Regions from separate parts of the Sus scrofa genome. Here region 2 is linked to region 1. The links are chromatin contacts, called in public promoter capture Hi-C maps. All regions are on one chromosome and are shown on one strand. Each heading gives the region's core, a stretch centred on a gene start, on an enhancer-like site or on the middle of the called end of the contact. The rest is flanking DNA. Distances are from core to core; before and after follow the strand shown. Region 1 holds the start of HOXA4 (homeobox protein Hox-A4). Region 2 overlaps SKAP2 (src kinase-associated phosphoprotein 2).

Region 1 (4,710 bases), core at 1,454-3,953:
GCAAATGTGCTTACCAGTTTCCCAAGAAAAGGATAATGCTTTCACCCTGCTTGGGACTGGAGCCAGTTGGTGTGCGAAGATTAGCACGCTCCCTCTCTGCTTGATGTCAGGGCATCCCATCTTTTTCCGGGCGAGATGCTGCTGGTAAACTTCGGTTTATTTATTAATTGAGTTAGTTTCTTCCTGGCTTTACTTTGGTGTCTTGGATCTCATGCGAAGGCAAGAGGTCTTGTTTTGTTCTGTTTTTCAAAAGATTATTTGATTCAATGGAATGATGCTATGGCTTGCAAAGAGAGATTGTGGAAGGATCAGAAAAGGTACTGAGATTGTTTATTACAGCCATAAATCTTGCAGTAAAATGTCAAAATGTCGGTGTGTGAGATAACACTTGGTGGTCCTGGCTCCGTTTGTGTTTATGATAGGAACCACAAAGACAAGTTACAGGCCTTGGGGGGATTCTGTGTAAGCCCATCTTCCTAAAGTAATAGAACCACATGAAACACAGGCACAGTTAACTCGTTTAGGTTAACCATATACAAAACAGTGCCCGAGTTTCGTCAATACGTTAAAATAGAAACGCAGTAGAAGGTTCTGAGGCTAAACAACATGAATTTTCTGTTTTAGTGTCTGTAAATAATATTGAACAGACATGGTTAAGACCCTAGTACTCAAGGCCGATGACATGAGGAGAGGGGCAAAATTTCCTTGTCATGTTTTTTCCTCCCTGAAGCTTAGAGAGCTCAGTTTTGTAAATTACATCGTGTGTGTGTGTGTGTGTATGTGTATTACTCACGTTATATGGCATATATGTGTATATATTATTTTTCCTGCTGTAGAGAGATATTGGTTTAGGCAACTGTATCACAGACTGGATTTTCCCCCCGAGCCTAGAGAGGATGTCTAAAGATTACATTCAGTGTTGATTTCTCTCTGTGGCTCAGATTTCATTTTAAAAATTTTTCAAGGTGCCCCATGTCGATGGACAGCACTCTTCACAGACACACATCCAATGTGGAAAACCTCTTTGTACCACTTCAGGGTGATTGCAGTTAGAAAGCTAACATGATCCCTTTTTTAACCTCTTTTCCTAAATTAGTTTAAAGATTAGTCCCATATAATAGGCTTTATGTGGCTAAGCATTAAATGACTATCCATCAAATGGATATATTCCAGCATTTAGTAACTCCTATGAGTAACCGATATAAATGAAGATAGAACTGACATTCCTTTTGAAGTGTCTCCAGACTTAAGCTATAACTTTCCTTGTCTGCTTTCCAGACTTAGTTGTGAGAAGGCTGTTTATACTGTTCTTTGAAAAAATCAACTAAGGTGCACCAGCTGAAAAATCTTTGCTTTGCTTGCCCATATGAAAGTATTTTTAGAATCGAGACTATGCTAGTTTGCACTGCTTTAATCTGCGATGAAAAGTAGGATCTAGGTGTGTCTGTTAGAAAAGGAAACGGAAAGTACACACTACGATCGTGTAAGGCATCAGTATTTACTTCAGAGATCAACATTAGGTATAATTAATATGTAATTCATTTGTCAATAACGGCAGTTAATTGACCCATCATATTTCAATGACCAAATGGCAGGCAAAAGTCCTCTTTCTCTACTTTCCAGAGCTGCCGATGTCGTTAATATGCTAACTTTCAGTAATTCAGAAACTCTAGACTGTTCTTAAATATACCTTTTCGTGTCAGTCTGGAAAAGCTGAGACAAAAACATTCTCAGCGGGAAAAGACCGGTGGCACAATGCCTGTGCTATCCTTAGCTTGTTTTTGTTTGGGGAGTGTTCTTTAGTAGGAAGATGTTGGTTTCCATGCTGTATTTTGTGGCGGCATCGTCGCTTCTATCCATCCCCATCGTCTCTCTCACAATTGCACCTATTAAATTCGAGCATGTTTAATTCTGAATGCCACTTCCATCAAATGAGATGCTATTAGAAGGTTCTCGTTTTTCTTAGGGAAACAACCAAATAGATTCTGCTTCTAAAAAATAGAAAAAGAAAGAAAGAAAAGTGTTCATTCGGTTATATTGGAATAGCTTTGCTTTATTTCCTGGGGCCGATTTCTCTCAGCTGCTCACCCACCCACCCTTTTTGGCTCGTGCATGGCTTCTCAAACAGGGAACGTCGGGGGGCCCCGGACACAGCGAGCCTGACGTGGGGAAGGGAATCAGCTGGTAAGAAAACCGGTCAGTTGGCCTCATTCCAGGGCCCGGATAAAAAACAGGACACCCCCTTAGTCCTGGCACCATTCCCTCCCCCAGGCGGCCTCGAGCCCAGGAGGCCGCCAGGTCAGGCTAGGCTGGGCCCCGAGGTCAGCGCTGGGCCGCGGCCGCCTGGCTGCCCCGAGGCCTAGCCCGGAGTAGGGCACGCATGGGGCCCAGTCTGGGCATCTGAGAGAACCAGAAGCCTCTGGTTCCCAAATTCCCACAGGGACTCAAAGTTGGGGCGTGGGGGCGGGGTTGGAGGACCCAAGCGCCAGCTACCCCCCTCTGCTCAGAGCGGGACACCAGCATCCATCACCCGCCGGCGCGCTTCCTGATCCGGGTCCGCGCGCGCGGCGCGCACATTGGAGGGGGCGGATCACGTGGAGGTCCTGGGCGGGGCGCGCGCGGGGTCGCGACGGAGCGCGCGCGCGGGCGCGGGCGGGGGAGGAGCGCGAACTTTGGCGGCGTCGGCGGCGGAGGGAGGGGGAGGGGTGGGCGCTTGACAGCGGGGGAGGGGAAGGGAGCAGAGGAAGGGGGATGGGAAGCGAAGCGGGAGGGGGAGGGGCCTCGGCGAGCCCAGAAAAACGACAACGCGAGAAAAATTAGTATTTTTGCACTTCACAAATTAATGACCATGAGCTCGTTTTTGATAAACTCCAACTACATCGAGCCCAAGTTCCCTCCCTTCGAGGAGTACGCGCAGCACAGCGGCCCGGGCGGCGGAGACGGCGGCCCGGGCGGGGGTCCCGGCTACCAGCAGCCCCCAGCGCCCGCGGCCCAGCACCTGCCGCCGCAGCAGCCCCAGCTCCCCCACACGGGCGGCGGCCGTGAGCCCCCCGCCTCCTACTACGCGCCGCGGGCCGCCCGCGAGCCCTCCTACCCCGCGGCCGCGCTCTACCCCGCGCACGGTGCGGCCGACGCCGCCTACCCCTACGGCTACCGCGGCGGCGCTAGCCCCGGGCGGCCGCCGCAGTCCGAGCAGCCCCCGGCGCACGCCAAGGGTCCCGCGCACGGCCTGCACGCGACCCATGTCCTGCCGCCCGGGCGGCAGCCCCCGCCGCCGCCGCCGCCGCCTCCCCCGCAGCATCGCGCGGCGGCCCCCGCGCCCCCGCGGCGCTGCCAGGCGGCTCCTGCCACCCCGGGCGTCCCCGCAGGGGGCAGCGCCCCCGCGTGCCCGCTGCTCCTGGCCGACAAGAGCCCGGCGGGCCTGAAGGGCAAGGAGCCCGTGGTGTACCCCTGGATGAAGAAGATCCATGTCAGCGCCGGTACGTGGCGCCGCCGGGGAGGCGCGGGCGGGTGGGCTGGGGCCGAGCCCAGGCTCCAAGGTCGGGGTGGGGGTTAGGGGGAGAGGCCGAGGGGAAGGGGGCCTCGGGAGGGGAGCCCCCAACTGGCCCAAGCTACTGTGGGACGTGGGTGTGTGTGCGCCAGCCAGCCGCCAGATCCCAACGTGAGAACCCTTTTGTACCCGGGGTCCCTTTATCGGGAGATTTACGAGACGCCAAACTGTTAGGGCAGTAATTATAGCCCCCATAAATTTAATTGCCCTGGCAGAGGCTTCAGGCCATGTGTCTTTGAAGCTTTTCTTCAGCCCCAATGCCCAGCACCATTCTTTATGGCTCTCGGGTGTTTCCCGTTGTCAATAGCCTGTGAAACATTTTCTTTGCAGTTTTATGTATCTTGCGTGAACTTGGTGTCAGGTTATTATATAATGATGATGTCCAATTGCTCTTCCCCACCCCACCTTCTCTCTCCTCCTCCTTTCCCTCTCTTCCACTCCGTCTTCCTTGGCTTTCTCCATCGGGGTTATGGGCTTTCAGTCAACCCCAGTTATAACGGAGGGGAGCCCAAGCGCTCCCGAACCGCCTACACCCGGCAGCAGGTCTTGGAGCTGGAGAAGGAGTTCCACTTTAACCGCTACCTGACCCGGCGGCGCCGCATCGAGATCGCCCACACGCTCTGCTTGTCCGAGCGCCAGGTCAAGATCTGGTTTCAGAACCGGAGGATGAAGTGGAAGAAAGATCATAAACTGCCCAACACTAAAATGCGATCCTCCAACTCAGCCTCAGCCTCAGCAGGCCCGCCAGGGAAACCACAAACTCAGAGCCCGCACCCGCACCCACACCCTCACCCCCATCAGGGCGCCTCCACACCCATTCCCTCCTCCATTTAATCCTCCAGGGCTCTAGACCAGTTCTTTCCCCCACCTGCTTTTCTCATCTCTTCTGCCCCCTTCCCCATCCACCCCTTCCCATCTGGACCACACCAGACCCCAAACAATACCCAACTTGGTGAAAAGGATAATAAAAAAGAAAGACATTATCCCAGTAAGAGTGTGAGCTGGGTTGCCACCCAGGAGAGGACAATGGCCCAGATGCTGGCTGGTGGAACAACCTGCTGGCCTGAACAAGGCTGCCAGGTTTGGGTACCTGAGAAGGACCACTTGGCATCAAATACTTTTGAGACAGGTACAGTCAGCGGCACAGCCCATGCCGACTG
Region 2 (4,920 bases), core at 319-2,818, 330 kb after region 1:
CCTGAGGAGACCAAGGCCAATAAACATACATGGCGAGGTTTTCTCCCCAGCTGCTTCTTCTGCATCATAACTTACATTGCACGCTGAAGTAGATAGAATAGTAAATTGTGTTTACAGGTAACCATGTGATCTGAACAACCTAATTTTTTTAACAGAGCTCACATGGGGGACACAGAAATGAGGCTGGTCTTTGGGTAACATCATCATCAAGATTGTAGAAATCACAGTAGAAAATGCATCTTTTTCCCAGGATTGCCAGATCGCTGGCTCTGTTGCCTCTTTGCAGCCATGAGATTTAATGAAATGCCCGGGATGCACATCTAGGGAGAGATGCATCTTGCACACGGTGGGGGTCTCCCTTCCCTCCTGTGCTCCTATAACTCCCATTAGTGTTAATGGGAGTTTCACCAAGCGAATCGAGGGGGAGAGAGACCCCAAAGTGCTGCGATTATGTGTTAGAATCACCATTTACTTTTCTTTTCCTTCCTTCTTCCCCACACCTCTTAAAAAAAAATCTACTGAATGAAAAACCATTGTGAGAGAATCTGAAAAAGGAAAGAGCAGGTGAACAGCTGAAGAACCCACTGGGATGCTCGAGCTAAGCCAAAACTTCTCTAGGTTTTAGCCCAAGTTGTGTTTCTTCAACCTTTTGGAGTCAAGCCTGAGGCTGAGCAGCATGGGGAGCACACAGGAGCCTCGACTGGGGAGCCCAGCCATTTAGATCCTTTTACCTCCTGGCCAGTGACTGAGGCGGGGAGGGCCTCGCATGTGAAATGATGTCATCCTCTCTTTGCTCTAATTCCTTGACTTTTAAACTGACACTGACAGACTGCATGGGGCGCAACATTTGACCCAGTTAGCAGTTGATTTAATCTGACTAGAATGTTTCAACTTCTAAATCTCTATTTGTCTAAATAAGTGGTTTTTAAAGGAAATCAGTCACTTTATTATTAAGTAATTTTTTTCTAAAAAAGAATTGACAATGTTTGGCATGATCCGTCCAGCCAGAGCGCCCTCTAGTGTCCATTCATAGAATTTACATAATAGATGCTTGGAGGGGGTGGGGAAATGTAATGTACGATGGCCACGGGCATTCTTAGCTCTTGGTTGGATTCCCAGGCTTGTGTAGGTCCCTGCTGGCTTCTGTGATGAGCGCTCAGATGCTAGAGTGGAGAAGTCAATAAGGTGTCTGTCTCTCTCTGCCCCCTTCCTTCCCTCTCCTCCCTGTCTCCGAAAATAAGAGAAAAAAATTAATAGAAAATATTCTGTTAATTCTTCGAAAATAAGAGAAAAAAATTAATAGAAGGATTTCACTCGATTGAGTATTCTGGTCCTTGTTTATTTTCTTAAAAATATAATTGAAAATCAGCGTCTTATTTCTTAAACAAACAGACCCTGCATTGTTCAGATTTTCTTTTCAGCTTTAAAGAATGTTTCAGATACTAAAGAGAATTTTTGAAATTTCTAATAAACTTAACACGTTGAGTAATTCACAAACCATGTGTAATAAGACAAACGTCCTCAGGACCCGCTAGTGTGACTGGTTGTGTGGGACTTGCCAAGGAGCCTGCTGTTTGAGAGCCATAGAACAGAACTAAGATGACAACCCCAATCCAGCATGTGTCTCCGCAGCTATCCCCTCAGAATTCAAAGATGACATTCCAGTGACGGAAGTTGTCAGCACGTGTATGTTCTGCCTGGTTAGTGAATACACGGACATCTTATTGATGTTACTTGCATTCTTTTTGTGTTAACTCATCAAAACTCAATTATCATGAAATTAAAAACAGGAAACGGTTTTCAGTGTAACAAAAGCATCCAGTGTATTTAACTCTATGCTGTGTTTCAGGAGACCCACATTGTATAAGTGACAAAGCATTTATTACCCAGTTTATTGTGGTATTACAGAGCGAGAGCGCTAAATAATCAATCAGTTAATGGTCTGTATGGCAGTTTGAGCACATCACATCCATTGTGCTTATGCTGTTAGAAGGATGAGCTGATAACTCCAGTGTATGTTGCATGTTTATTCAGAGCCTAATGTCGTAAACTGGGGCTGACAGAAATCATGAAAAATGCAGCTTTGGCACTGGCGATTTCAAAGTTCCTAAAATATTTTAGAAATCACTTGGAGAGGCTTTGGGTACACAAGTCCCTAAAGACAAGAGCTGGAATTGTCCCTCGGATTACTTTCACTTTATTCTCTTCCTTTAGCCAGTTTTATGTTTTAGAATTTAAAAAAAAAAAATAAGCTTTTTTGTTACCTTGTTTGGTTGTGTTTGTACCTCAGGTCCTTTGTTATTATTTTATGACATGTCCCAGATTCTGTAAGCTGCTTCTTTCACAACAAGTTTATCACATCTCATGGCTGCTGCTCATTATGCAGGATGGCTGACTCTTCCCAGAGCAAGCAAGTGGGCTTAGGTCTGTTATGTAAAATAAATGGGAAGGAACTTTTAGGTGCGGGTTTGAAGAAACATGTTGCAGTTACAAGTGTTAGGTAAAAACAAGAAAGGGAGAGAGGAAAAAAAGAGGCATTCGAAATCAGATCTTTTTGAAAATGGTCCTGAATTAGCTGGTAGCCCAAAGTAGGGTTCTCGTGTGGATGTCATGAACTGTTCTTTGAAGGAGACCATTTTGGTGATTTGGGGTGGCCCTTTACTTGCTGTTGGTTCAGTTTTAAATGAGGGCCCATTACAGGAAAGCTCTAATTTTTGTTTTCTCCTTCTTCTTCTTCCTAGGAGATAAAAGCACAGACTATGCTAATTTTTACCAGGGTTTGTGGGACTGCACAGGAGATCTTTCCGATGAACTGTCATTTAAACGTGGTGATGTGATTTACATTCTAAGCAAGGTAAGCAGTTCTCCCAAAATGACACCTGTAAAGGGTGACTGCAAAGCTGGATTTTCATGCATTTGGATTTGCAGCACTGGGGAAAATGCCAGTTGGAATTCTTCTAGGTCCTTGGTAACAATTGGGAGTTCACAATAATTAATTATTTTGTCAAGTGAAATGTAATCAAATTTTGAACACAATCAGATAACAGGATTCAACTTAACAGTGTGTTTACCTATCACTTCAGCCTTTGGCTCCCATCCACACACTGCCTTCTCCAGAAACAATGTACTTATGTGAAAGTTAACATTGTAAGGTATTAGGTTATTTGTTATGTTTTTCTTTCCTCTTCCTTTTTATTCTTCTGTGTGCTTATTCTGATTTTGTCTGCCATTCACTACTGGAAACACTGTGTTTATAGAACAAGTTTTTCATCTTTATGTAAATACATTGGGTGTTCCGACAATTTAAGAGCAATACTTTTCAGACAGGTTTCTGTCATTTTTTAAAAAGTTTAACATAATTGTAATTGTAAACATAATAGAAAAGTATGTTGCTGTGAACTCATCCTCACCTATAAAAAAATCATTGTCCCTGCCTCTTAAGATTCTGGATTATTCAAAATCTTTCTGTCCTTAGATCTAAAAGTCAAGTTTCTTAATTGAATATACTTCTAATGACATGTGTGGGCTCCTTTAATTTTCCTGTCATAACTGTGCCTACTATAATATGAGGATTAAAAAATACCTGCCCCAATCTATTTCATGAGGCTGCTTTAGAAACAAATGATGTATGGAAACTGTTTAAATCTAAGTAGAGAAATGTTACATAAATCATGAGTCTGGGAGTTTAATGTGCTTTGTTGGTTAGAGAAATATCTTGGACTTTTCGGGAAGATAATATGACTTGTTAGATACAAAAGGGAATTTGGAAATAAGGTCACTTATTGATTTAAACACTAGTTGACTGGTGCGTAAAACATACACAGAGAATCTTCGAACATTCCAGTGAGAGATCTTAGGGGTCATGTATCTATCCTTGGTTTTACAGATGAGGGAACTTGGGTCAAAAAAGCACCAGAGCCAGTACTTAACGAGGCATCTTGACTCCCAGACCAGGGCTTTCCACTCTTTTTTTTTTTTTTTTTTTTTAGCTTGTATCTATCTTCCTTCCTTTTTTCCCCCTCCCTTCTTTCCTTCCTTCCTTCCTTGTGTTTAATTTAAACTATTATAAAGTACCTATAATGTTCGGGGGCCCCTTGTAGGCACCAGGAATCCAAAGAAAATGAGATATAAGGACTTGTAGATTATCAAAGGGAAAATAGTAAATACAGCCAAGTGCGATAACTGCTAGTTGAGATGCCCAAAGCTAAGACCTGTCTCATTTCTCTCAGTCCTTTGCTCACTCGTATGGGGTTTTTTTCTGTTTTGTTTTGTTTTAAGAAAGATGCTTTCAGTTCTTGGAAGCTATAAATAGCCATATTAACAACTCTTGGATTAAGCCTATTACAGAGCATTCAGTAGTCAGCTTTTTGAGTTGGTTCCCTAATATAGAAAGCAAACTGATTAGTTTCAGTTCTGGACAAGAAACTTTCTTGGAATCATTGCTGAAATTTACTTAGCTCACAGTTTCTTTTACCAATTTGGCAGTATAAAATTAAATTGTGTGTAAAATTGCATATAAAATTAATTCTATTCATTCATAAGTGATTGGTTTCCACTTGGAATTTCAGACTACGGGGATAAAAGGCAGGTAGCTATTCTGTTCCTCTGGTAAAAAAGGAACCTTCCAAAGCCCATGTGGGTCTGCCCTCGAAGTCTGCTTGATGACTCAAGCTGCCTTTGTTGCCGAAAGCCTCAGAGAACCAGGCTCTGGGACAGGCTGGCAGGCAAGCCCCTTTCACTTGGCTTGTGTTATTTCTACCATCGCCTCAGAAAATCATTTTCAGTGGATGTGAAATTGAAAGTACAATCGTCGGTGTGTATCAGGTTTCTAGGATTCCGGGGACAGCTATTCCTGTTCCCCCAAACCTGTTTTGTGGAGATTATAATTTTATATGTTCAGCCTGTCGTAGGGCGAAGGCC

The links. Promoter capture Hi-C pulls out the DNA fragments that hold promoters and counts their contacts.
Region 2: a promoter capture Hi-C map of fetal skeletal muscle shows a contact between it and region 1, with 13 times the contacts expected there. The contact joins the enhancer-like site here to the promoter of HOXA4 in region 1. A contact is called at or near these places in 2 of 5 promoter capture datasets (fetal liver and fetal skeletal muscle), 15 of 47 Hi-C or Micro-C datasets (adipocytes, embryonic fibroblasts, epiblast stem cells and 9 more) and 1 of 2 datasets of contacts at active chromatin or transcription factors (skeletal muscle).

What each region holds. Positions count from the first base shown.
Region 1 is chr18:45,440,565-45,445,274 of Sscrofa11.1, forward strand. It overlaps HOXA4 (homeobox protein Hox-A4), which reads left to right and starts at 2,704. Exons shown (of 2, transcript XM_003134841.4): 1 at 2,704-3,479; 2 at 4,032-4,710. The coding sequence starts at 2,843. The coding sequence ends at 4,384. The region is part of intron 2 of HOXA3 (homeobox protein Hox-A3); the gene reads left to right.
Region 2 is chr18:45,772,098-45,777,017 of Sscrofa11.1, forward strand. SKAP2 (src kinase-associated phosphoprotein 2) reads left to right here. Exons shown (of 15, transcript XR_002340310.1): 11 at 2,742-2,854. Among named protein-coding and RNA genes, the nearest start is that of C18H7orf71, 38 kb to the right of the region's middle. Within about 2 kb of position 1,569, at least 5 of the 83 cell types and tissues checked have an H3K27ac peak or open chromatin away from gene starts, as enhancers often do. A contact at or near this core is called in subcutaneous adipose tissue, where this site is marked.